Linked DNA regions of Mus musculus: region 2 is linked to region 1. Evidence: chromatin contacts called from public Hi-C data. All regions are on one chromosome and are shown on one strand. Each heading gives the region's core, a stretch centred on a gene start, on an enhancer-like site or on the middle of the called end of the contact. The rest is flanking DNA. Distances are from core to core; before and after follow the strand shown.

Region 1 (6,661 bases), core at 1,758-4,257:
TCCCAGAAGGGATAAGGAGTGACAAGCATTCTAGGATGACAGGGGATCAAGGTGACCCCAAGCTCAGGGCAAAAGCTATAATGGCTTGCAATTTCCATAGTGCTCAGCATCTGGCTAAATAGGGCATCTCTCTTCTAAGCCTCCAGCTCTCAGAATAGGTAGCTGAACTTCTTGGTCCCCTTGTTGCCATTGCCCATTATTGCTCTTTTCACTCCACACCAAAAGGGGGGAACAGAGAGCAGCAGGCTAGTCTCAAGCATACCAACCACCTTTTAGCCATTGCCTCCACTGACCCTAGCAGACTAACCCCAGATAACTTCCTTTCCTACCTAACTCACCATCACTCAGTGCACAGAATGCTTATGTGAAAATTTTTTTGACTCTTCGAGAGCCCTAATATGATGCACCTATCATATGGCTTCTCAACTTTGTGAGACACTGGCTGTCCCTGAAGCCAAAGTTATACTGTCTCCTAGTCTAGTACCTTTCTCTAAGTATTTAATTTACTGTTGTTTTTGATAGAGGAACCACAGTGCCTTTTGGCTCCTGTCTAGTCTGCAAACTCCCTTGACAATCTTACCCTGAGCCCGTATATCTTTGTACACTCTACAAAGTTATCCCTTTGTAGAGTATACTGAGGGTCAAAGATGTCTTGTGGATTGACCAAGGTAAATCTGTGCTATGGTGACTTTGGAACTCAGTTCACCCTCCCAGGCCTAAAGTCCCAGACAGTGTTGAGCCTCTTTTAAAATGTGTAACATATATATCTTCCTTGAGCACAACACATTTGTTATGGACCTGTTTGAGTAGTTTTAGTTTGTATTCTTTTTGCCATTGTGTAAACACACAGCTTTTCCAATGTACCCAGCACTGTTAGATCCCAGCAAAACAGACAGATGAAATGCAAATCCTTCCCTAGAACAGGATACAGGCAGGCAGTAATGCACATAACCCCTTAAAACAGAGTGGAGGCACAGTGAGTAAACATCACTACTCAGTTGATGGAGAGCAGGGACTTGAACCAGAAAGACGTCCTAGAGGAAGTAGCCTTTGAACTGAGTCCAGAGTGGGTACAAAGGGAAAGGCTGGCCTTCAGCTAAAGGTCATGGCTTCAGTAGATGCAGTCATAAGGAGTGTAAGGCACACATTGGGACTGCGTGTATGGAGTGTAAGGTACACAGTGGAACTGAGTGTAGTCACACTCCTGTAATCCCACACTGGGGAAGCTGAGACAGAAGGATTGCTACAGGTTGGAGGGCAGCCTTAACTTGGTGTAGTGAGGTAACACCTTCCTCAGGACTGGGAACAGGCTGGCCAGGTAATAATACTCCGTTATTTCTTCATTTGATTCCCTCCCCTTCGATAACTGTACCTTCAGCCAAGAATGCAAGAGGCAAGTATGCCCTAGGAACACCAAGTTCAGAATCAAGTCTGACTGGTTCTCACCTCATTCTCTCCATCTATCTCTTTCTTCTTCTCTCCCCCTCCCTTCTTCCCTCCTTCTCCCCCAGACCCAAATTTCTCCCAATGTGGAAAAGGAAGGTCACAGAGTCAAAGGCCAAGTAAAATAGTTTCTCAACTGAGAGGAAGCAAACAGGCCGTGGATATTTGTGCTCCATTTGGGCAAGTTGATGAAATAACCTTTCATTTTAGAATTTTCTAAAAACAGGAATGTTTTTATATTTTTGAGCACCTCAAATTGGGCAAACAAGGTGTTGCCAGGGGACAGCTCTACTAGGTGAGTGATGACCACATCAAAACCCTGGTTGGGCGAGGTGTACAGATTCTGTGCTCTAAACAGTCACACTGGTTTGGTGTCAAATGCAGATTCTAAGCATTCAAACCTTATTTTCTCTTAGATAAACAAACAAGTTGATATCTATTTATAGCTATTGGTGATGGGAAGGAGGTGGCATCATGTGCAAGCAATGCAAACTAATTGGAACATGAAGGTGAGGTTTGCAGGTTGGCCGCAAGCAGAGCCCGTTCTGATCACAGTCCTAGAGTCCCCTACCCAAACCCTTGCTTGAAGTTCTGAATTAGTAGTTTTCTGATTGTCATCCAGGCTGTTCTTCCAACTTCTATACATTTCATACACAAGTTAACACCCATATTGGCTGCTTCCTGTGAGAAGAAACCCTGCCTTGACATCAGCCAGTGAGTCCGTTTAGCCATACCCCCCTGAAAGCCTCCAGCTAACAGAAAGCCAGTGTGTAGTGGGCATTTGGTTACAACTTGCTTGTGTTTGAACATTTATATTTATAATAGTGCTAATCTCCAAGGGACTTAAATCACATTAAGAACTTTATCTGGGGCTGCCAAGGAAATTAGCAGGATCCACATGACTAGGATCTATGAGAAATTGGGGTTGGACTGACAGAAATGTAATAAGTACCAACTTTCATCTCAATTATCTTTTCCATGAGAATTTGTTTAATACCTAAATGTCAGGCTGGGCCACTAGCATCCCCTGTGCATACAAGTACCCCTGCCTCTGCACACAACTTCCCTGTGCACACAAGTACCCCTGCCTCTGCACACAACTTCCCTGTGGACACAAGTACCCCTGTCCCTGCACTTGTATGGCAGGATGTTCTTCCTTCCCCTGCCCTTCTGACCTCACACGCACTAGTCTATCACCAGACGGAGAATACTTGTGTTTCCCCTTATGTCCACCCCCGGGGATCGGTCTGTATAACACGCCCATTAGATGCTGCTGGCCTGAGCATTAGTCAGTGGAGACCAGATGGTGTGGGAAAGTGGAGGTGAGAGTAACTTAGGGCCACATATACCCCGTCAAGATGAGGATGGGAGTTTTGGGGGGAAATCTAGACAGTTTAATTTGACTAATCTGTGTGGCTAATTTATAGAAAATGCACAGGCATGGGGAAAAGCTGTCTTGGCAATGGAAGAGATGAAAGTGGCGGGGAGTGCCCCCGTGTCGCCCTGCAGAAGAGGAAACCAAGATGACTGAAGGAGTAATTTATGGAAACTGCGCAGAGACCTCAGTGTAGTCAGGATGAGCAGCAGCCTGTTTGCATACTCAGCGAACCCTGAGTGTTGTCAAACTGAGGACAGGAATTACCCAGGGCCTGCTGGGGAGCCCAGCCCAGCCCTCCCCTCCCCTCCCCAGCCTGGTAACTCTTCTAAAGCACTGCATTTCCAGTTGCATTCTTTCCGTCTTTTGTTTGTTTGCTTGCTTGCTTTTAATCACACTCACTCACTTGTGTGCACTGGGGTAGAGGTGTCGCTTACCTTGAATCCCAAGGATCAAACTCAGGTTACCAGATTTGACAACAAGCACACTTATCTCTTGAGTCACCTTGCTGACCCAGATTCAACTTTGTTTTGGAATTTTACTTAACCTATCTCTTCAGCCTCACACAGAGACAGTGGGTGAGTGAGGGTCCAGCAGCTCCCTAGAAGGCCGAACAGGAGTTTGGTTCCAGAATTCATGGCAGCCTTGGGAGAGGGGGCAAAGAGCAGGCAGGAAGGCATAGTAGTGATGTTTTGACAGGCAAGGGAGGATCCTAATTCCAGAAACGAGTATGGGAAGAAAGAAAAATGCTAAGAGGTAAAATGGCGAAGCAAGAGAAATAATAATAATAATAATAATAATAATAAAAGAGGTGAACATTGAAATAAAAGAGGAAAATGACCCCATTGCCCAGTGGGCAGAAAACTCAGTTTTCTTTCACTTTGTGCCTTACGGGGTGCGTAGCCTTTCTTTGAATTTTCTTCCTCGTTTAATTTTTCCCTTCACAAAAAGTGCAGGAAGACAAGAACACAGGACTTTGTGAGAGAAACTCTTGATGTAGGTCCTGTGCACAACTAAGAGCAGAGTTCGGATTTCCCCTTCTTTCCCTTTTAGGTTGCCCCAAGTAAACGGGCTGACTGTATCTGTGTACAGGAAATCTCTCTCCCTGAAACTGAAGTCCTGATGTCAAGGGGGCCCTTTGCACAGACAGCCATGCAAGCAGCCCTTGGGCTAGATTCCAAAGAGAAACTAGATAGAAAGCTGGAACTTGGAATTGCCAGTCCCATTCCCCTCCCACTTCACTGTTCACCCATGCCAGGTCAAGATCCTGTGATTTTTCATGCCTGAATGAAAAACTGGAGATCTCATCAAGAAAAGGCTTTTAAGAGAAGGCTGGGTTATTAATATGCTGTTGTTTAGATGCTCACTGTTAACATATAAATGATGCCAGCTCCTTTCCACATGGGTGGAGGTGGCAGATGACTGGATAATGGGCACAGGCAGAAACAAGAGTAAATTCTGCAATGTCATCCCACATTTAGGATATAAATGAGTTTTCTTTTTCTTGCAATTTAAACTTATCAAATAGACAGAGATGTTACAACTAAGCAGGTAACCTCTGTATTCAAGTTATTCACAATACTTTGGCTCCAAACAAGCCCATTTATCTAGATATTATATTGAGGGGGACCCTGTTATAGAATGACTTATGGGACACAGAGATTATGTCAAGACTATGAGTTCAGTTCTGGGTCTACTATTAGCATGTATCTTTGGGAAAGACATATTCTTGTTCATCTGTGAAAATAGGCAAAACCATAGTGGTAGCTTCCTACTGAATTGTTGGCTGTTACTCTGGCTTATAGATCTGACCATACTTTATCAACCACAACATGGCATTTATCTATTTCTAGTTATAATAAATACTTTTATAACAAAGTAAAAGAGAAGATTATCTGTCCCACCTCTGGCATCTGTTCACTTTTATTTAATGGTCATTTTGGAATCCTAAGTTCTAGGCAATAGGTCTGCAACTTGGGAGCTCAGTTGCCACTTAGTAGGATAGTATTGCCACTTAGTAGGATAGCATGATTGCATTGCTGTGGGGTTTTCTCTTGTCCAGTGCCAAATGCAAATTTGGGAGCAGGGAAAGCCAGCAAGCCATATAAGGTGGTGCACACCATTAGTCCCGGCACTGGAGATGCAGAATCAGGCAGAGCTTTGTGAATATGAAACCATTTTGGTCTACAGAGTGAGTTCCAGGCCAGTCGGGGTTTTGTAGTGGGACCATATCTAAGAGAGGGGGCAGGGGGAGAGTCTAAGAGCCAGAAAGATTAAAGAACAAGCTAATTTCTAAAATAACAAGTCCTTTCTTATATTCTTATTTCATTTATATGGTGCTGGTAATTTTTAAAATTTGGTTTTTCTCTGAGTATTTCATACTAAAACTGATACCATTTCTCATCCTTTGTAGTTGTATTTCTTTTTTCTTTCCATTTACTATGACTTTCATATCACAGACACCTTTTTCCTGGAATGTTAAATGTATACATCATCCAGCTAAAGGGAAAAAAAAATCTAGTCTTGATAAAGCTAGAAAGAGGGTGTGTGAATGATCCTTGTTTTGGTTCCAAACTAGGGGAGCCTGGTTTGCTGCTCTACCCACTTGCCAAGGTTGATGTAATGGATCCCAAAGAGTTTTGAGTTATTGAAAATGGAACAACAACAACAAGAGAAAAGACAGTTCCATAATCTTTTGAAGCCTAAAAGAGCAACTTGTTTCACTCTCTGTCATGTCTAAGAAGAGACAGGCAGACATGGGAAGGCTCATGGAGAAAACATGTAAGGTTTCAACAGAACACAGTGTTCTACTGAATGTAAGAACCGCCTTCAGGCCAAAGCCAAAAAGGACCCTGTAAGTATCTTGATAATATCTAGTTCTACTGTGTGAAGAACGGGAAGAATCCAGACAGCATCTCTAGTAGATGGAGTGACTTGCCACCAAAAGTTAGCAGCACTGAGCTTATAAGTAGGCTTGCCTGACACGTAGGACACATCACAGGAACTAAAGGCTCTTCTAGTTTTTCATGAACTCATCTTCTCAGTGTTGTTGAAATATGGCTTTCATTCCATTTGAACCGGAATCTTATATAGCTATTGTGTAGGTTCTTATACACAAATAGCTAGGGGGGACTTGGACAACCCTGCCAGGGATTCTAATGTCTGTTCCTGAAGGTACATCATCAGGATATTTATAGGAGCTGAGAAAGCAGTGGTCTCCAGTCAGACCAATGGCTTGTGCTTATCTGGAGCACAGGATTGCTGGGGACATCAGGTTGGCACATACAGTCATCTACCCAGGATAGTTGAAAGAACTGCCAAGCCTGGACAGCACAGTGAAGAGTCATGCTTTGAAAGGCAGTGTGGTGGCTCAAACCTATAATCGTAGTGGTCAGAAGGCTGAGACAGGAGGACTGCTGCCAGGCCAGGAACACATAGCTGAATCCTGTTTCACAAAAGAAAAAAAAAAAACCTACTTGATTAATCAAAAGTTGAAAAATAATGCTTTTTTTGCAGACATTAAAACTTTGGGTTTCTTGTTTTCTTAGCAAAAAAGCACTAAAACACAATGACAGTGATTTTTTTTTTAATTTAGAGTAACTTTTAGAAAAATAATTACCTTTTCCAAATGACATGCCAAGTTAGTGAAACATACTTGGTTAAACCTGTCATCATCAACTATGGGCTTATGTCTCAAGGGGGTGTGTGAAACTATCACTCCGAACCCTCCTATTCCACACACACACACATGCACACATATGCACACACACACATGCACATACATGTACACACACATGCACACACATATCCTCACACAAACATATACATGCACACACATACGCA
Region 2 (6,661 bases), core at 1,444-3,943, 130 kb before region 1:
GGCTTCAGGTCCTCTGTCCTCCTGACTCCCTGGCCGTTCTTTTTTTAGGCTAGACCTTTGTGTGTGTGTTTTTTTTCCAGCGTCCAGGGGGTGGAATGACATGTTGCTCACATTTACAAGGAGATGATGTATCTCCTTTAAAAGTTAGCTGTAAATTTTCTTCTACTCAGAAATAAACCTACCTCCGGCCAGATGAGGTTTCCATGCCTGCGTCCCAGAACTCGAGGGTGCTTCCATAGTAACTCTTGACTGGGATGCATGCAGTGCTGAATCACAGGGCTCAGGGAGCGCCAGGGTAGGCCGGGAAATGCTTTTCTTCAGTGAAATGTAGACACCAAACTCTGACTAGTGAGGACATTCTTCCTGCTTTCTTATGAAATGTTTCTGTTATGTTTTGTCTGAGACAAGGCCTCTGTATGTATCTCTGACCAGTGTGGAACTTGTCATGTAGACCAGGCTGACTCAAACTCAGAGATCTGCCTGCCTCTACCCACTATGTACTAGGATTAAAGGTGCAGACCACCACGCCTGGCCAAATGTCTCTTTTCTTCTCTTTCTCTCTTTTTAAATTGATAAATTTCTTCATTACTAAGCATAGATGAGTCGAAAATTTAAATAACTTCAAGTTCACATGCAGAATGTAAAACTCAAGAGTCAACAAAAAGAATCACATGTATTATTTTTTTAGTAAAGCATAGATAAATACAAAATTAAATGTTTTTTTCCAAGCCTAACTAATGTTAACACTTTTAAGAGCAGAATAGCATAGTATTTCTTAAGACGCCAAAAAAAAAAAAGGAAGAGAAATTGTTATTTAGGTCCAGGGAAAATAATAACCTTTCATTAGGCAAGACAGAGTTCAACATGAGGCTCCTCAAATGCCCAGCCTCTGTGGTGGTGACTGAACTAGCCAACTGTTTATTCTTGTTTTAATTTATAAGGAATAACCCAACAATGTAGTATTGAAAAGGCTGCTGTATTTTTTTTAAACCCTGACTATCCCAGTGTATTCCCACTCCCAGTGTCTCCCATCTTTTAGTAGAGTGTGTGTAACAAGTGCTGCTTTAAGGACAGGGGAGGACTTTGGCTTTGGTGTGAGAGGAAGAAAGTCCCACGCTTTGACCTCAGTTCTCTTGGGTTTCCTCCTGATGTACCCAAGAAACAGCAACCTTTTGTCACAGAACTGTAATCTGTGTGGAGGAAGCTTTCAGAACTACAGACACATTAATGTCTTCAGCAATCTCTGCTCAGTGGTGGCCGTTCCATACAACAGCAGCTGTGCAGGGTGAGCTTGCTAGCATTTACATCCAGAGCCACTGCGGACTCGGTCACCGTTCCCTAGCCAACTTGCAAAGAAACAGTGTGTGTATGTGTATTAGAATTTACCGAGTTTGCTAGGTTTTGTTGTTTTTGAGACAGGTTTCCACTCTGTGCCTTAGATGGCTCTAGACCTTACCTGTACTGTTCTGAGTACTGAAGAAGCAATACTTGAGGTTGTATAGACCCTCCTGTATTCACCTCTTTAGTACTGGGGTTAATGGCATGACTTACCATACCTAGCTAAAAGTCATATTTTATTATTTTTTGTGGTATTTGGTATTGAACCAGAGACTCCAAGTACACTAAGCACCCTAGTTTACTCTTCTATTGTGAAAAGACACCACAACCATAGCAACTTTTATAAAAGAAATAATTTATTTGGGTACTTGCTTACAGTTCTAGAAGGTTAAAATCATTATTATTATGGCAGGGAGTATAGCAACAGGCAGATAGGTATGATGCTGGAGCAGTAGCTGAGAGCTTGCATCCAAATGCACGGGCAGCAGGCCGAGAGAGACAGACAGAGAGACAGCAAGCAGAGACAGACAGACAGAGAGAGTGTGGCAGAGAGAGCCACTTGGCTTGGCTTAGGCTTTTGAGATCTCAAAGTCCACCAGTGACATATTTCCTCCAACAAGGTCACACCTCCTAATCCTTCTAATCTTTCTTAAACAGTTCTGCTCTCCAGTGGCTAACGAGCATATGGGAGGCCTTCTTATTCAAACCACCACGCTAAGTGCGCCCTCTGCCACTGAGCTCCATGTCATTTTAACAATGCTGTTTAATGCTGTACAGTTGCCATCATTTTCCATCACTAGGACTTGTGTGATCCCCAAAGAAAGTCTCCTCCCATCAAATAATAACTCTGATTTTTTTTTTCCTTTTCTGGGGAACAACCTCTGCTTTCTCTGCCTATAAACCTGGCTATTCCACACCTTTTCAAAGCAGAATAACAATTTAGCCAATTTGCATTCACAAGGCATTTTCTCACAAGAGTATTGATGTTTTTCCATCAGCCAATCATGACAGCAAATGCATTAAACCAAAACCAAGTTAAATGAGAGAGATCTACACATTATTAAAACAATTGTTTTAGAGTCTGATGGTATTTTTCTTGCTGTGTAGCCAACTCTCTAACAGAAACAACTAAACGGGGCAAGAGTGACTTTAATTGTCAGGTTCAGAGCTTAGCTCATTGTTCTTGACCCCACTGGTTCTGGGCTGATGGTGATGCTGAGTATCATGGCAGCAGAAGAGAAGAGAAAGAAGCTGTTCATCTCATGACAGGAAGCAGAACAGAAAGAGGAAGAAGCTACAGCAAGATATTCTTTCAAATCCTACCCTCAATGGCCTGCTCCCTTCAGCCATGCCTAGCCTCTCACTATTTCCCAACAGCCCATTCAGTGGGTGGCACCGTTGATGAGGTCGGAACCCTCACACTAAAACTGTCTGTGGAAATGCTAGAGCTAAGCTTTAAATAACTCCTCGGCACTTCTCAGGCCAAGCGAGTTGTCAATCAAAACTGATGTCACTCTGCTGTGAAGGGCAGCCTGGCAGCTGAAAAGGCTGATGATCTTCTGCAGCCCTGTGTATGGAGCAGACTCAGGACCCCAGAGGTCCTTCTCAACTCCTACCCAACTCAGCACAGCGCTCTCCAGACAAGGGAATTGCTCACAGCAACAGGTGGAAAATCCAGAAAAAGAGGGCAATGATTTGCAGAAACCCCTCCATTCTAAATGGTTAACATTTTTTGAAAGTTTAGGCTTCAGCCATCTGAAAAACCCACTTTGTGAGACAATTCATTTCAACTCACTGTGAAAGAGAAGGTGAGTGGGGTGCAGAGTTTAAGTCAGTGTTTGCTGACCTGCTTTGTGCTTTTTCTCTTCTCCTACCTTACTTTAGAGTGGAGAGTTAGGTGAGAACTCTCAAGTGGGCATACAGCAGTTTACAGGGGGAGTTTTGGCTTTACCATTGAATCTTTATCTCTTTCTGTGTATAAAGTCACTTATTTATAAGGGTCACTGGCATTCTGTGTCAGCTAGAGTGGCTCTGGGGAGGCTACTTCACATAGACTGACCCTTAACCACCATTTTGGACAGTAGGGTATGATAGCATCTGGCCTGGTTGGAGGCCTGACCTGTTGTGATAGAATTGCGGTTGGAGTCTGGACACACCACACCAGGCCAATGAGAGAGGTTTATTGTGAAGGAAGAGGGCAAACAGGGTGATGGAGATGAAGGGAGAAGAGAGAAAAGAGAGGGCAAAGTTCAAGAGGGTCTGCCTTTTATTTAGTCTGATTTAACCGCTTGCATGAGAGGTAAACCAGATGGATACTGGGAATGTATGGCAATTGCCATGGCAACAGATGCATGGGTCCCTGTCCCCTATGGGTGACATCACCGGAGGGAACCTGCAACCAAAAAAAAAAAAAAGCTGGTTCCTGATACCAACATTGCCTGTGATGGAGAAACAAAGAAGTAGATTACAGACCTGTGAGCTATCCTGAAAGGAAGTGCAGAGTGGCCATTGGGCCCAATGGTCTGGGGAGGTGACTAATGGCAGTGATTGCAGGGTGAAGCTGGGGTTGAACCTAACCAGCACCAGAGTAGCTTGTGTAGACACACTACTACTGTTGTTCCAGACTTGAGTTTCCAGAAAGCTGCTTCTCTCAAGGCCTTGGATGTGATGACTCGGGGCAAACGTGAGCAGCCGCAGGACGCTTGTTTAGGAAACCATCTATCTTGTGTAGACAGAGTATCTGAGATGACCTTAGCAGTAATAACAATGGTAATGATAACAACAGCACAGCCTTTCCCCTGGCACAAGAAACCAGTTTTGTAATGAAACTGGAATTTCCCTGGGGAATAGCCTTAGAGAGAACTGGGCGGGTAAGATAAAAATAACCAATATAAAATAGTGTCTGATTGTGTTCTGTTCTCTCTTCTACACTTGGCCTTGCGTGATTTACTTTGTTTAGCTGTCATGTTGAGTGTTACTTCATTTAACTGGTGCATCCTTTGGTCCAGAGAAAGAAAGATGGCTCAGTGGGTTTAGAGGCCATTAGTCACCTTGAATTTTTACCTCAATGCACCTGGCAGAGAGGTGGAAATGACTCTGGGCGAATGTTGCCCTGGGGATGGAAGCCAAGTCTCTTTGGAATAAGGGGTAATGGGTTTGGTTTTCCAGGGTTCTGGAGGCCCAAATCTGAGCTCCCCAGCACATGGGCATGTGTACAGTCATGGGTCATTAGGACATCCCCTGAAGCTGTTTTCTTGCCATAAGTCAGAATCTTGTAAATTGACTCTTGTCATAACAAACGATGCAGCAGCCATATGATATGGCTGGGCTCCCTACCCCTTTACCCAGAGGATGCCAATTTCCAAGTGGGCATAGAAGATTTTACTTTTATGTTGACTCTAACAGGGGGTCTGTCTTGCTAGACCACTTTGTAAATGGTGACAAATAGTGGTGGTCATAGCATCATGGAGAAAAGAGTGAGGCTTCCAAACCTAGCCAAGCTCTCTTGGTTCCAGATTTTATGCAAATTTGTATAATAGAATGCAAATGATTTCCCAGTAATTCAGGGCCCAGGGGCCCATGTTCATCTGTTTTTAGCTGTGTACCTGGGCTTTTTTGATATGGTTACTTTGGAGTGAGGGGGCATATGCAGTGAAGCTTAAAGAAGGCTGGGGGGTTCTGGCTTCCTCCATCAGTAGACGCTATGCCTGGGATTGCATCTTGAAGCTGCAGCTTCTCTGTCTACAGCCACAGGCCATGACTTACATATGTGGGGAACAGGAGAAGGTCAACCCAGACTAACATATTTTTAAAAAGTCCTTTATTTCTGCTCTTCTCCCCCAAACATTTCAGTGCCATAGTATATATCATTTATTCATCGCACATGTATTATTTATCGGCTATAAGTACTGCAGTAGGTATTGAAAAGAAATTAGCATGTTCTCCTCTTAAATGTGAAATTGTGGAACTCTGGCTGTAGCTTTTCCACTTCCAACATGATAGCTGGCCCCTGTGCATGTTGACTGTGTGAGTGTGGTGAGTCTCATTTCAGATGGGTTGAGCATGTAAATCATGTGTCAAGTTTCAAAGACTCTTGGCATCAACAAGTGAATTCAGAAATGTTCATATTTATATAAACATGTTTGTGTATCATTTTTATATTAACTGCTTTTTTAAAAGATAGTATAAATAAAAATATATTCAATATGACCACTAGAAGGATTGACATGGTGTATATAGCTCCCATTGGGTTTCTGTAGGGCAGCATTAGAGGAGACTTCTAGCATCTCAGTATACAATGTAGTCACCTTCTCACTTTGGTGTTTGGGAATTATATAGAATTGTAAAAGATGACCTTTCTTTTTCCACAAATGTGGTCTAGTTTACATGTTTGCAGCATCCTGTATAACCCACCTCAGAGTATGTTCCTATCTATAGTTATTCCACTGTCTGTCCACTGAAGTAGTCAGGCAGGCTTTTTCTTATCTTCATAGAGGAAGATGCAGAGTCAGGGTGACTTGCTAATCTACAGAATTAGAGCTGAGCTGTGAATAGAATTCTAGCCTTTGAACTTCTATCCCTATTGGATAGAAGGCTGTTAGAAAATATACTAAGTATATAAGTAGCCAAGGAGCTAAAGGGATCTGCAACCCTATAGGTGGAACAACATTATGAACTAACCAGTACCCCGGAGCTCTTGACTCTAGCTGCATATATATCAAAAGATGGCCTAGTCGGCCATCACTGGAAAGAGAGGCCCATTGGACTTGCAAACTTTATATGCCCCAGTACAGGGGAACACCAGGGCCAAAAAGGGGGAGTGGGTGGGCAGGGGAGTGGGGGTGGGTGGATATGGGGGACTTTTGGTATAGCATTGGAAATGTAAATGAGCTAAATACCTAATAAAAAATGGAAAAAAAAAAGAAAATATACTAAAGCTTCTCCATATGGACATTTTTCTTTACCAAAGGCTATTGTGCAAACACAGTCCATTCAGAAGTGTATGTAGGTTATACATTTAGGTAACATATCAGACAGCTTCATTGTGTGTGTGTGTGTGTGTGTGTGTGTGTGTGTGTGTGTGTGTACTTGTCTACAGCTGGATAATATGACATAGCCATCCAAGGTTTTAGCTAATGCTTAGTTTTAAGGTACAACTTCTGTTGGATTTGTAGGCTTGTTAGGGAAGAACAAGGTCAGGGTAGCAGGTGCATTGTCACTGTTAGCATGTATAACATTTATAACATCTTCTCATGTCAAGTTCTTGGCATTATAAGGCATGGCTGAGAAGCTCTGATTGAGATTCAGTCATCCATGATATAGA

The links. A called contact is a pair of places that touch in the nucleus more often than the background predicts.
Region 2: a Hi-C map of B cells shows a contact between it and region 1, with 2.5 times the contacts expected there. The contact joins two enhancer-like sites. A contact is called at or near these places in 12 of 484 Hi-C or Micro-C datasets (B cells, CD4 T cells, CD8 T cells and 6 more) and 6 of 115 datasets of contacts at active chromatin or transcription factors (CD8 T cells, Th17 cells, acute myeloid leukemia and 3 more).

The regions. Positions count from the first base shown.
Region 1 is chr1:106,557,582-106,564,242 of GRCm38.p6, reverse strand. The region is part of intron 1 of Bcl2 (B cell leukemia/lymphoma 2); the gene reads left to right. Among named protein-coding and RNA genes, the nearest start is that of Mir3473f, 14 kb to the right of the region's middle. Within about 2 kb of position 3,007, at least 23 of the 459 cell types and tissues checked have an H3K27ac peak or open chromatin away from gene starts, as enhancers often do. A contact at or near this core is called in B cells and regulatory T cells, where this site is marked.
Region 2 is chr1:106,691,948-106,698,608 of GRCm38.p6, reverse strand. All of the region lies in intron 1 of Bcl2 (B cell leukemia/lymphoma 2), which reads left to right. Among named protein-coding and RNA genes, the nearest start is that of Bcl2, 19 kb to the left of the region's middle. Within about 2 kb of position 2,693, at least 47 of the 459 cell types and tissues checked have an H3K27ac peak or open chromatin away from gene starts, as enhancers often do. A contact at or near this core is called in B cells and regulatory T cells, where this site is marked.